Regions from separate parts of the Rattus norvegicus genome. Here region 1 is linked to region 2. Evidence: chromatin contacts called from public Hi-C data. All regions are on one chromosome and are shown on one strand. The core of a region is the stretch at or near the end of the contact, and the rest is flanking DNA. Distances in the headings are between cores, read along the strand shown.

What was found. A called contact is a pair of places that touch in the nucleus more often than the background predicts.
Region 1: a contact with region 2 is called in a Hi-C map of kidney, with 2.5 times the contacts expected there. The contact joins two enhancer-like sites. A contact is called at or near these places in 2 of 12 Hi-C or Micro-C datasets (the A7r5 cell line and kidney).

The regions. Positions count from the first base shown.
Region 1 is chr7:63,732,870-63,737,123 of GRCr8, forward strand. It overlaps Lrig3 (leucine-rich repeats and immunoglobulin-like domains 3), which reads left to right. Exons shown (of 19, transcript XM_216905.11): 6 at 922-1,065; 7 at 1,376-1,519; 8 at 1,901-2,044; 9 at 2,896-2,976; 10 at 4,079-4,150. Among named protein-coding and RNA genes, the nearest start is that of Lrig3, 33 kb to the left of the region's middle. Within about 2 kb of position 1,497, at least 6 of the 93 cell types and tissues checked have an H3K27ac peak or open chromatin away from gene starts, as enhancers often do. A contact at or near this core is called in kidney, where this site is marked.
Region 2 is chr7:63,650,275-63,654,328 of GRCr8, forward strand. No RefSeq gene overlaps it. Among named protein-coding and RNA genes, the nearest start is that of Lrig3, 49 kb to the right of the region's middle. Within about 2 kb of position 2,192, at least 1 of the 93 cell types and tissues checked has an H3K27ac peak or open chromatin away from gene starts, as enhancers often do. A contact at or near this core is called in kidney, where this site is marked.

The DNA of each region.
Region 1 (4,254 bases), core at 247-2,746, 82 kb after region 2:
GTGGAATCTCCTGATTAGGAAAAGGCTTGCCAATTACCTCATGCCAGCTGCTGCCTGATAGGACATGTGTTAGACTGTGGCTGAAGGAGTAGGGTGATCACCGTGTTGCCCCTTCACAAAGGTGCCATTGTGGACCTGGGGAAACCACAACGTCTCTCAATAGCTGTGGTTTATGAGAATAATAAGACCAACTCCGGGATGCTTTGATAGCCTAAGTGGCTGTAAAGAACTGTCTTGTTAAGAATGGTAGAATGGTTTGTGAAAAGGCTCCCGCAACGGCACTTTTCAACCTTGGCTGCACATTACAGAGACTTGGGGAGCTTTTCAAAACCCCAGAGCCCAGGCTGCACCCTACACCAGTTATACTTAAACCTCTGGGGTTTGCAGTTCGGGCTTCGGGAACTTTTAAAGCTCCCTAGGTGGTTCTAGTGTTCAGCAGAAATAGAGAGTGTTGTAGCCTACAGGAAATTACCAAACTGAACTTTAATTGGAAATGATGCTAACCAGCTTTGCATACACACAGAGCAGGGTTTCTACACCACTCCGGGGTAGCCCTCCTGCTTTCCTGGAATGGTTATCTCTCTCACTCTGCATCAACGAAGGATGAATATCAATTTGTTAACTGCTATCCTGAGCGGACCACAGTTTAGAAGTGAAAATCCAACGTGTTTCCTGTATTATTCCAAATATATATATATATATATATATATATCATGTGTTTTACATAGACATTCACTCCCTGTAATACATTGGAGGGGAAAGAAATGAAATTCTTATCAATAAAACGCCTGGGAAATTCAAAACATTCTTGCAGTTTTAGTGCTGACTGGGTTAGATGTATTGCAGTGTATGACCCATTTTATTACCTTTAGGATTTAATTGACACATGAATTAACGGCTTCATTGTAATTTCCAACACAGTGAACTGAACAGAAACAAGATTAAGAACGTGGATGGACTCACATTCCAGGGGCTTGGCGCATTGAAGTCCCTGAAAATGCAAAGAAATGGAGTGACTAAGCTCATGGATGGAGCTTTTTGGGGGCTGAGCAACATGGAAATCCTGTAAGTGTGGGTTCTCGCGGTTCCCTACTCAGATGCAGTGACCCCCGAATCCTCCATGGACACTAGGTAGCTCCCCTTTGAAGAGCCGCATTAAATCCTCATGCCCTACAGCCATAATCATTTAGTTATGTTTCAGGTGAATTGCATGAATCTTTTGCTGATCTCCTTCTATAGCAAAGCCAAATATCTAGACACATTAACGACATTAGGGCTATGTCGTAAGTTGTGTGCAGCCCGCCATGCATGTCTTTGAAGAGAGGAGTAGATCGTGGACTCTGAATCCCGCCTTTGGTTCTCACCGTACATGCAGGCAGCTGGACCATAACAACCTAACCGAGATTACCAAAGGCTGGCTCTATGGCTTGTTGATGCTACGGGAGCTTCATCTGAGCCAGAATGCCATCAACAGGATCAGCCCGGACGCCTGGGAGTTCTGCCAGAAACTCAGTGAGCTGTAAGTTGCCTTTTATTCTCCTCAGGTTCAAGGGCAGGGATCCTGCTGGAGCATGAGTTTCTTACTGGTCATCTGTGAAATTTTGGTAACAAAGTTGCCAAGGCGACAGAGACTTTCCCCGGGTGCCCTTGATACTGTATTTTCGGTTGTGATACAAGGACGCCAAGACTGCTCTTTGTGGAGTTGACAGAAGTCATTGTTTCATGGACTATTTATCTAATTTTAATTACTGGGCTTAGAAGTAATGTTTACCTGGATACTGGAAGGCAGAATGTTAAAACGTGATTATTGTAGTTACATTTATTACATGTCTTTAGAAAACAGATTAGCCTGTTGAATGGAAAGGTAAAAGCTTTGTGTTGTTGTTGTTGTTCTTTGCAGAGACCTGACTTTCAACCACTTATCCAGGCTAGACGATTCCAGCTTCCTTGGCCTAAGCCTACTAAATGCCCTCCACGTTGGGAATAACAAAGTCAGCTACATTGCTGATTGTGCCTTCCGGGGGCTTTCCAGTTTAAAGACTTTGTAAGTTACACATTTTGCTCTTGGTACACGAGCCTAATTGGTTCCTAAATGTGCCCACTTTTCTCCCAACAGATTTTCTTTGTTGTTGAGGAAATGTGTACAGCCTCAAAAGTGGGCTCTTAATCTTTCCCAGAGCAGTCTGATTAGAATAGATCCATTTCATCCATGTGTGTTTCTTAAAGGGATTTTGAAAGGACGCTGATCAGCCTGCCCGGTGATTGCAGCCTCCCTCCTTCACAGCCTTGCTAGGAAGTCCAGAACTGCTGAAGAAAAAAAAATAATTTTAAGTCCACTAATTTTTTTCTTTATAAAATATAGATTAAAAATAAGTCAGAGCAAAGAGGACTGTAGAACGGCCTTAAGGGAGCTGAATGTTTATTCTTCTGGTTCCCACCCCCTGACTTCTGTCCTAAGGAAAAAAATGTATTGAATTAACTGACCTTTTGAAAAATCTCTCCGACGTTAATTTAATGCTGTGCCATGGGCTTCAGGATTTTGCACTCACAAATCTGCGTTCTGTTCCATTTGACCCATTACAGAGTGGAAAGACATGCTATATGCTTTGGCTCGGGTCTGTCTTTGTGATGGGAACTTGGTTTTAAATTTTAGTGTATTTTTCAAGTTATTCGAGACTGAAGAGTTTAGCCATCTTTATAGAAGACTTAAGGGCCAGGGTTACTGTCTCAGTTTGGGGAAGTTTTTAAAAGGTTGAGAGGCACCTTGGAGAACTGAGTTTCTTCTTCTGAAGTGGGTGAAGAAGGTGGAGGCTTCCGATATAAATGGCACGCCACCTGGGTAGCATCTGAGGTTTCTGAAAAGTGTCTCTAAAGAGAAGACTGTGTTTTCTGTAGGGATCTGAGGAACAATGAAATTTCATGGACCATCGAAGACATGAATGGAGCATTCTCTGGGCTGGACAAATTGAGGCAACTGTGAGTATAATTTGCCTCCTCTATGAATTAAAATTATTGTCTTAATTGAAGTCAGATCCATCCGCTGACGTTATAGAGTTAGGAGTAGGTATGACATGTGTTTGTGCCCTTGGTCTTTCCTCCAAGCAAGTGGTATTGTTCATAACCTGTGAATATTAGTTACCTTGTCTCTCTTCCTTGGATGAAAGGAAGAAAATTCAATCCTGGAATTTGTCTGACTACTCATTTTGATATCCAGATAAGCATGTGCAAATTTTGTTGACTGTTACACATCAGAAATGATCACTCTGTAGAAGCGACTGTCTTTAATGCCAGCATTTTGAAGGGCTTCACACTATGCTATAGTTGTGAATTCTCAAATGAGTACACTGTCCATCAGTCCTACGCTGCATCAGGGTCCAGGAGGGATGCAAACAGTTTGTGTTTGGCAATGAGATGGTCCTGTAGATTGTTCTGGTTTCGGTTGATGAAGAAGGGCATTTACAGAGAAGTGGGGAGCAAGCTGCACTGGGTGTGGTGGACTGTGTGATCCCCAGGGAAACTTATGTAGCACCTGCGTCTGCTGAGTGTACTGGTGACTCTTCTGTTGCTGTGATCAGAGCTCACCAAAAGCAACTTGAGAGTTTATTTTGGCCTATGGCTCTAGACAGCTACCTGTCCACAGTGGTAGGAAAGCCATGGCGGCTGTCGGTAGCAGGAAGTTGAGAGACCACATCTCTGCCGCACACACAGGAACTGGAAGTGCCAGGCTGTAAACTCTTGAAGCCCAACCCATACTAACTCCAGGAAGGCTTCATATCCTGAGCTTCCTATAGCAGTACGTCCAGCTGGGGACCACATGTCCAAATACATGAGCTCACTGGGGCATTTCCTGTTCAAGCTCCTACAGGGAGCTGTCTGTTGAGTGCTTGGAAACCCCTGTTAGAGAATGTTACTGAACAAGATGCTTAGAGCAACATTGCAAGTTACATTGTTTAATTTAAGACAACACTATTGCTCGAAAATGAGAATAGTCCTTTTTAATAACAGTTCTGCTCCTAAAATGGCTTTTTACAATTAACTACAATGCGATTATATCTCCTTCCACCTCCTACCCCTCCAGAATTCTCCAGGGAAACCGGATTCGATCTATTACCAAAAAGGCCTTCGCTGGTTTGGACACATTGGAACACCTGTGAGTAGCTGGAATTCAGTTCCCCTAAGGGTGGTCCAAGAGGGTTTCTGTTTATAAAATAGTTGTGCCAATATTCTCCCCATGCTGGGAAAGCCATTTGCACA
Region 2 (4,054 bases), core at 942-3,441:
CGTTCCTTGGATGTTCGGTCTCTATAAAGGAAGATGGTGCGATTTGTATGGAAATTCCCTCCCCATCCCTCCACCCTCCCCACCCCCAACCCCCGGGTTAAATACACCCCCAGATGAACAAGCCACAAGCCGTGTCAGGATAATTTAAACCAATTTTCTAGAGTTACACTCTCCCTTGGCTCCAGTTGCAGACCTGTGTGGTGTTGCTGAAGATACACAGTAGCTCACCTGATGATCCACGAGATTTATGTAGTTAGTGGTCAGGCATATCCGAAACTTTCCTTAGTCCAAGAATCTAACAGTCAAGAAAGAGTCTGGGGCATGTAGGCTCTGGAAGTCTGGTGAGTCAGTGGTCAACAAAGCAGAGGACACATTTAAGAACTCCTGACAGTATTGGGAGCGCATCCACTCAGGCAGAAGAAAAAGCAGGCGGCACAGGCTGCCTTGACCAGGTCCTTTTTTTGCTGAGCTCAGAGTGCTGTGAACATTTCTAGTGATTGCTTTAGAGAACACATCAGCAATTGTAAGTGAGCTTTGTGCTCCAGCCCGCGTCTGTAATTCCAGCACTCTGGAGAACCCGGCAGAGATTTGAGGCCACGTTCTAAGATCTCTTTAAAAAAAAAAAAAAAGACAAACCCAGCTTCTTTTCTGTTCCAGTTCCAGTAGTAGCGATGCATCTGAGACCATCTAATTACCAAGTCCAGAAGGAAACAAAATGCTCTGGGGTTTGGAATGCAAGCCGGGTGCTAACCTCGAAGCAAAGCCAAAGCTTTGAGGGAAGGTTCTGGAATGTTGCTGAGGTCTCCAGAAATCACAGGGGCAACTCCAGGTGTGACCAGGTTACTCCTCTGGTTGGGCGGGTTAAGGGTTGGGTGACTAAGGCATCTGTCCCGGGATGATCTCATGGCCATCTACCTAATTTGTTTCTCTCAGTGTTGAAATTGTGCAGGAAGCAATGGCCGGGGAGCCTCCACGCATCTCACCGTAATTAAGTCATTACAGGTCCCTTGGCAGGCATTTGCCAGCGAGTTTGCAGCAGCTCACAGCAGGCAGGACAGAAGACAGCAACAGTGAATTGTAAGAGCATCCGTTATTGTTTTTATCTGGGATGAATGAAACAGTGGCAAAGAACAGAGCCTATGTGGAGTAGAAGGAAAAATTAACTAAAGCTCAGGGAGCTAGGTAGCAAATATAATCCCACAAATTATATCTTTAATTGATTTTCGACTCTGTTAAGGAATTTGTGTTCAGATCATATCCTCACTACATTAAAATATTATATAGCTCAACATTTATTCTCTTAGATGAGAATTTTTAATGGTCATATAAAAATATTTTCTGTTTTATGTTTTAAATAAGCTGGCTTTCACTCAATACAATTCAGACCAAAATGTTTCAAGTTTCCACAGAAAACTTCACTCTTGTCTTGTTCACTTCATAAGTCAAAGCTTTACATTGTGTTAAACCAAAAAAGAAAGTAACAGACAAACAAGGAAACAAAGAAACAAATAAAGAAAACATATTCCAAATGTACTTTGGCCCCTCTCCCTCTCCTTCTCCCTCTCCCTTTCCCTTTCCCTCTCCCTCTTCTTCTCACTCTCCCTCTCTCCCTTTCTCCTCTCTGTCTCTGTCTATCCCATATATGACAAGTGTCAGAGTTCATAATATAGAAATGCAGCTGAAGATCTCTTGCTTATCATTTTCAACTAGGAAACTGATAGTGTTTAAGTAAGGTTTATGTCCATGAAGAAATACATGAGGGAAAGTATTATATAAACAGCAACTCATATAGACACATAACAAAATAAAATATTTTCTCCCTCATACCATAATTTACTGAAACCCTGTTTTATCAATGCCCATTATTTTCTTGTTTAAGATCGTCTGAAATACTGACTTTGTATAAATATAAGAAGTTCCTTAGATGTGCTGACTTAGCAACAAGGTATCAAACATTTTACTTCAAGTTAGAAACTAGGAAGATACTGATGCAGGTATGAGTAAAGGATTCCATCTAAGTAGACAGAATCTACCTCAGACCTGAGGAGCATGGTCATGAAGAGCTGCCAGGAGACCCACATTCTAGTGCAGACTCACTGTGTTTCTCTCTCCTCTGCTCTAACACACTTTAATTATCTACCGGGAGTAGAAGATCAATGACAAGGGTCAACGGGCCTCCTTGTGCCTAAGTAGATAATGAGTAACATCTCAGCAGGAAAAGAAGCGGCTTGTCTCAGCTCCTGTCCTCGGCACCTGTACCCTGGTTGTTCTCAGACGATGATTCCCTGGGCTCTTTACAGACTTTGTCTTTGAATTCCAGTATTTTCCTCTGATGTGTTCTGACCAAAGCTGTTTTCAAAACTTCTCTGCTAGGGATCCTGTCTCAACTGTCCCAGGATCACTTTTTATCGTGATTATTTATTTGAAAGTCTATCACTTTTTAATACCATATAGTGACTAAGGGAATGAATTCCATGATTTTATGGTGCCAGAAATAATTCTTATAGTAGCTTCTAGGTAGATGTTGAATGGATCATCTTATAAACACACACACACACACACACCACACCACACACACACACACACACACACACACACACACCACACCACACCACACACACATACACACATACACACACATACATACCATGATATGCATACACACATACATACTATACACGATATACATACACACACACATACATGCCATACACGATACACATACACACACACCACACATACACACATACATACCACATGCCATATGCACATACACACACATACATACACACATACACACACACATACACACATACATACCACACACACACACACACACATACATACACATATACACACACAAATGCACATGGATACACACACATGGACACACACACACACACATACACACACACACATACATTATGCCCATTCATAACATGCCACGTGGTCTATCTCTAATAGTTTTCTCACTATTTGCAAAATAGATTAATAAATCTAACCTGAGTAATATTTTAATTACACAAATATTTTAAGAATTAATTAATTTATTTTAATACATTAATTTAATGTATTTGAGAAAAAGGTACTTAGGAGAAAATTTAGATCTCTAAACCTTGACAATGCCCATGTGTTTGGTTGAATAAGCTTTGAGCAGGAAGCCCAAAGGGGAGCTTTCTCTCATTTACTACAGAACATCCCTCAGTTTCATAAATAAGGATAATTAATACTACTACCTGTAATTAACGCATGACAATGGTGTAATAATAAATGTAATAATAAGGCAGAGGACACTCATTCTTTTCAAGAAGTGACCCAAATAATTAATTACAGATTGATATCTACTACTAACACAAAGAAAGACTCTGTGCTGTAGAACTGTTTCAAACCAGTCCCGACTGTAACAATTATTGATAAATATGATCTAAATGCATTGCTTAAATAAATGTGCCACGCAAAGTTGTGCAAATTCCTAACCCGTTCTCATTTTACGTATGTGTCCTATGAACTGAACTAACCTCTCACACTGTTTAATCCTTTCCACTTCAAAAGCCCTTCACATATTGGTTAGGAAAAAAATTAAAATAAAAAAAGACCAATAAAAATAAAAAAAAACACCTCCCCCAAGCCCCGAGAAGTAGCGACGCGTGATCCAAACCAGACAGTGAAAATAAAAAGACCTCAAGCTTAGAGCTTAAAAAGAGAAAACAGAATGGTCCCCATATTTCTCTTTCCTTGAAATTATAGGAGGCACAGCTTTCCCCTCCTCCCTCCTTCCCGCTCCTCTGCTCTCCCTCCTCCCCCTCCTCCTGCTCTCTTTTAACTTGCAGGGCAGCAGATTGATTTGTACAGCCGTGACTTTAAACACAGGACCATCTCAAGCACACAATTCAGAGTTTTCGCAGCATTCAAAAGCATCCTTCATCTTTCCTCTCCTTTTTCTGTATCGTCTTCCACTTCTCTTTTGTTCCTTCCTCTGGGTTTAAAAAGGACCTACCTAGCCACCACCTCTGACCCAGCATGTTGAAACAAGAACACTTCTAATTGTCTCCTC